Linked DNA regions of Mus musculus: region 1 is linked to region 2. The links are chromatin contacts, called in public ChIA-PET maps. All regions are on one chromosome and are shown on one strand. Each heading gives the region's core, a stretch centred on a gene start, on an enhancer-like site or on the middle of the called end of the contact. The rest is flanking DNA. Distances are from core to core; before and after follow the strand shown.

Evidence for each region. ChIA-PET counts read pairs in DNA pulled down with a chosen protein or histone mark.
Region 1: an RNA polymerase II ChIA-PET map of memory CD8 T cells shows a contact between it and region 2, with 198 read pairs. The contact joins two enhancer-like sites. A contact is called at or near these places in 10 of 484 Hi-C or Micro-C datasets (CD4 T cells, CD4 single positive thymocytes, CD8 T cells and 6 more) and 4 of 115 datasets of contacts at active chromatin or transcription factors (CD8 T cells, effector CD8 T cells, heart atrium and 1 more).

Annotation. Positions count from the first base shown.
Region 1 is chr9:69,123,940-69,126,639 of GRCm38.p6, reverse strand. All of the region lies in intron 1 of Rora (RAR-related orphan receptor alpha), which reads right to left. Among named protein-coding and RNA genes, the nearest start is that of Gm46153, 180 kb to the left of the region's middle. Within about 2 kb of position 1,434, at least 116 of the 459 cell types and tissues checked have an H3K27ac peak or open chromatin away from gene starts, as enhancers often do. A contact at or near this core is called in CD4 single positive thymocytes, CD8 T cells, Th1 cells and 3 more, where this site is marked.
Region 2 is chr9:69,033,082-69,035,781 of GRCm38.p6, reverse strand. All of the region lies in intron 1 of Rora (RAR-related orphan receptor alpha), which reads right to left. Among named protein-coding and RNA genes, the nearest start is that of Gm31262, 210 kb to the right of the region's middle. Within about 2 kb of position 1,386, at least 55 of the 459 cell types and tissues checked have an H3K27ac peak or open chromatin away from gene starts, as enhancers often do. A contact at or near this core is called in CD4 single positive thymocytes, CD8 T cells, Th1 cells and 3 more, where this site is marked.

The DNA.
Region 1 (2,700 bases), core at 185-2,684, 91 kb before region 2:
GAACCCACACAAAAGCCAGGCACCATGGCAATGGGGTACAACCTTCACTGCTGGGAGTGACAGAAATATGAGGACCCCTGGGGTTCACTGGCTAGATAACACAGCAGAATCAGTGAGCTCCAGGTTCAAAGAAAGACTATTTCTTAGAGAAACAATTAAGATATCCTATGCTGACCTCTGCATGCATGCACTACCCACACATAAACACACCCTGAAGACACACACACACACACACACACACATACACACACACACACATAGTGCACCCCCTACATCCCTGCCGTCTCCTTCCCCCCAACCCCAACACACAGCACATTGTAGACCACAATGAGCCATCACTCCAAGGTATATCTCCTTACTTGAACTCCTGCCCAAGAGGGAACAGGAAAAGAATTTGGGGAAGAGAAACAGATACCTAGCATGTACTAAAAGATGGGGATGCCATATATTTTGAACTTCTCCTGATGAGTAGCATCTCGGCTGGACTTGGGGAAGAACAAGGGGAAGCAGGGTGGCAATGGAATAGTGTAAGGAGAGTCAGACCGGGGCTGAGGTGGATACAAAGAAAGAACTTTGGACCATGAGAGAAGCTTCACAGAAGAGGCAGGTGCAGAAGGCAATGGCAGACACCCACAAAGCCACCGCTACGTTGACACCCCCAGTTCCCCTCACTTCCTACTCCATCGGAAGCACTGATTTCATATCTCTTGGAGGCACAGTATGTGAAGCAAGGATGTGTGAGAGGAGGGTTGTTTTGCATCTCCCAATAATAGCGTTTCCATTCGGTACCTAAATAAACAATCTATTTTAGTGTCTCCCCTTTGATATCTCGAATGTTCCCTCCTGTTATTTCTGGCAGCTCTCAGTCCTGTGATGTGATTAGAGGGGACGATCACACTTACATAACAGGCATAACAGCGTCAAATTAATTTGCCTCCGAGAACAACGGGCGGGCGGGCGGGCGGGAGGCAGTCACTGGTGCTCTCTGATGGGTCCCCGCCCCCACCGCCTCTCCTTGATTTAAGTGACTTCAGGGGATTAGAGTGAAGTCGGTCAGTAGAGCGATGCTGGGGAAACAGCCCTAACATCCAGTCTGACCTTGTAAACTGAAAAGAGGCGCACAATAAATAAGCAAGGTTCTGTCTCCATGCCTGGTGCAGGAGGCACGGTGAGTCACCACCGACCGAGCAAACACACTTCCTGCATCCAAAGAAAGAAACTTCGAGAAACTTCCGTCTATTTTCTGAAGCTATGTCCAGCTGACCGAGGGTGGTCTAAGGTGTTTGAGATCTGGATTTATGATTTTTTTTTTTTTGCTTTTCTTTATGGCCCCTTATAAAAATGAAACATTTAAAGGCTGCCTTGGCTTTTTACTCTAGAAGCCTCGGCCATAAAAGCAGAGGCAAGTATTGTTTCCGGTTTTCTAAACTATGTGACAGCAGCTCTGAAAAATGCAGTCCAGGAGCCTGCCAAAGGCCAGAGGTTTACAAAGGAGGGTGATGGTGATGTGGGGGTTCGGTGGGGGAGAAGGGAGATGTATTAGTCCTGTGTTAGTTAGCTCTATACCACCCTTAACCATTTTAGTTCTCTGGGTCTGGGCTTTCTTATCCAGGAAAGTAGATATGACATTTCCTTTTTCATTTCTCTTTAAACAATTGGTTTTCACTCATCCTTTTGTCTAGTTTATCCATTCAGCCAACAGATAATTATTGAACACAAATCTGTCAGAGCTGGGTTTATCAGCTGAGGTGGTCTTGGCCCCAAGTGCTCAGGTCCCAGTTGGGGGTAAATATGAAAATAGTCACCTTGCTTTGCCAGGAGGGCTGGGAATAAACCCTGACCCCGCCACTCTTCATCTGTTATTGCTATTAAGTCTCACAATCGGGGATGGAAAGACTGCTCTGTGGCTAAAGTGCTTGCTTTGCAAATATGAAGACCTGAGCTTAGATCCCCAGTACCCAAATAAAAAGCTCTGTGTGGTCCTGACTGCTCTATCAGCCAAGTGCTGGGAAATCCTCCACACTTCTTGGCCAGTGAATCTATCCTGGTGAGTTCTAGGGAAATGAGAGGCCCCATCTCAAAGGAAGGGCATGGTGCACCTGAGTGTGACACTTGAGGGCATCCTCTGCTCCCTCCATACACTCCTAAAAATATTGAATCTCATAACTGCAGTGAAAGCAGAGATTTCAACCACCGCTAGTTTACAGCCAGGGAAACTAAGCCCAGAGCCATTGTATAACTCTGTGTCAATTCATGTTTGTGAATGACAAGACTAGAATTCAAAGCCATTGTTCATGGCCCCGTATTCATTCTCCACTATAAGAAGAGATGTTACAATAAGTACTACCAGCCATGACTAGAGTTGAATCATCACACCAATGAAAAGTATTATTGTTTGTTAACCATCTCATTGATTAAGCTGGCTGATATCCCCCTTGGCAATGGCTTCTTGGCAAAGGCAAATAGCAGATTTCTGAAATGACAGGAACTCTACAGACAGCAGTGGATCGCGGGATCAGCGAGGGGAGGCTCTAGGACCCCAAGGATGCCTAAGCCTCTCATAGAAGACTCTCTGGACTACTTCTAATGCCCACTACGTGTGAATGTTAAGTAGATGTTAGACTATATTGTTTAAGCAACAAATAGAAGAAGCAAAGGTTGGTATGTGTTCAGGACACACACAACACTTGACCAAATATT
Region 2 (2,700 bases), core at 137-2,636:
TAGAGGTCAAGGATACATTTATGATTAACACCGTGGGGTGGAGAATTCGCAGGTTTGAATGCTGCGTGAAGGGAAAGACATGTCAGAACCATGGAACAGTGGCCAGGCTGAACAAAGTTCCCCCAAATCTCCTTCGGATGTTCTGGAGTTTCTGATGAACTCACAAATTAAGCTTTGGATTAATTTTTAAAGCACACACCTCAGGAAAATACACAAATTTCCATGCCAGAGGAGCCAGTGAGCTTTGTGCAGCCTGCTGCTGGGCCTGCTGCTCTATTTGGGACATACAAACAAGCCAAATAGTTCCGCCTTCATATGCTTCTTTTCTTCTGGCCTTTTCTGGGAACATTTTCTCTATTTTTGAAGTGGTGAGCTTGTTCTTGACTTTGAAGATGGGCTTGATATGCCTCTTGCTCCTCACAGGGTCTCTTCTGGTCCTAGTCTGTCTTCCCACAGATCCTGGTATCTCCTTGGCCCTTCCTGAATTAGATTCTAGATATTTGTCATCTCTCCTCCCTCCCTTCCCACCTTTCTTTCCCACTCCTCCCAGTGTGTGTGTGTGTGTGTGTGTGTGTGTGTGTGTGTGTGTGTGTGTGTGTTACTATATTGAGAGTCTCCTAAGGATATTTGCTCTGTTGTATTCACCTTTGCACTCTGAGTGGTCAGTTCCCAGAATAGAGAGAGAACAAAGGAATTACCACGTTCGAAACTTAGAAAAACTATATCTAATTCAGGCAAATTTCAAGAGAAAAAGTCAGGTAAACCTGACTTTCTAAGCACAGCTGGAGAGGCCCCCAATTGACCAGTTCCCATTATACATTAATGACTAAAGCACCCACCGGTGAGCAGCTGCTTTGAGTAAGCCCCCCACACAGGCCCAGTGCCCACATTTGCATGGGCATGCACACACAAAAGCTAGAAGGAGCTTGGAGTGTCATGCAGAGGTGCAACCCATAAGATAAGATCATCGTGCTGCACAAAGAAGTGAACCACGTGACGATGTGGGTAACCCCAGGCACAGATGACACCCTCAGCAAGGCCCCACTCAAATCTAACCACATCATCTCTTCATGAAGCAAACATGAAAAAAAGCACCACTCCAACAATTACCAAAAGGGTGGTTTCATGCTTACCAGCCTCGATGGTATCAACACTCCTAACTCCAGGGCTACACTTGGGGAAATAGTTCTCTGAGATAAGGAGATGAACTATCTGCTCAAGAGAATGTGCAGGAAGTGAAGGGAGCCAGGCAACACGTAACGAAACAGTTTGTGGCCGATGAGCCATCTAAATAAAAGTGTCCCCAGGCAGCTTCAGTTGTGTAAGCAGAGGAAACCAAGACACCCTATCTCTGAGTGAGCACACTGTGGGTGCCAGCGTGCGTGTGTATCCACGGAGCATCTTGGCTAAAGTGAAAGTCACAGCTCCTCTAGCTGTGGCTGACACCTGCATAGAGTAGAAAAGTTGCAAAGGTGAGGTGACTTCCCATGCAGCAGCTTTGAAGACCCTTACTGGGTGGCTCTGTCTGCTGTGTGAAGCCATTGGCTGAATGGCCATCGCGATGCCATCCCGAGAGAAGGGACAGTGATGGCTCAGTGCAGTCTGGAAAGAGAGGCTGCACTTAGCTTCCTAGTACCTTGACATAGTTGGGTGATGAGCTCTGAGCCACTGACGATGGCATTTTGCTTTCAGAAGCTTTGCTCATGTTTCTTCCGTGTTTTCGGCAGTGTGGCGACTCTCATCCTTTCTACCCCTTTTTACTCCAGCAACCTTTTCTGCTTAAGCAGGTTTGGGAGCGTCTATCATCATTGTTTTTATACTTCTTTATGAAGTGTGTCTCGGTGTGACTGTGTGCATGTGAAGCTTGTACACTCTGACTTGTAGGAGTCTCTGGTTCTTTCCTTCCACCCCATGGGTCCCATGGGACCACACAAAGTCATCTGGTTTGGTAGTAGGTGACTTTACCCACCAACCTACCTTGCCATTCCCCCCCTCAAGCTATCTTTATATGAGTCTTCAAGGCCCTGGAGTGCTACAATATGAAAGCCAGGATGGGCCTTAGTGGCATAGAGCCCAAACTACACTGGTGCAAAGACGTGCTTTAATTCTCTGCTCTGGAATTAGTCAATGCTCTTTGACTTTAGTTAAGTCCCTTAACCTAAGTTTCAGGCCATCTGCATTAAGTTTGCTGTAGACATAGGAGTTCCCTCATGTGAAGTCCTTAGCACGCGAGCCATACAGACCTCACTATATGGAGCTATTGTGATGAACAATGGATCAAAGAGAATCCTGAGGTCCAGAGAGTGTAAGTATTTCATCCTAAGCAAAGGAGTCTTGAGTGGTCAGTAGCTATCAAATCTAGTAGATAATGTCTGAATCAGAGATGAAAGTACTCATTACTGGTTTAATTCATGGTAGAACTAAAGTCCATTCAGTTTTGGGACAGAGCTTGGCACACTATATTACAATGATATTAGTAACTGCACACGTGTGCGCGCGTGCACACACACACACACACACACACACACACACACACACACACACAAGGTCTATTCAACTGAAAAGTGGAATCTGGCACTTTCTAGGTCTCCTAAAAAGAGTATAGCACCAAAGACTGGAGATTTCTGTTTAATCTGCTATTTCCCAGCTGCCATATCACCATGCCTCTACTATTCTAGAAAACTCACCCAGGAAGGTCTC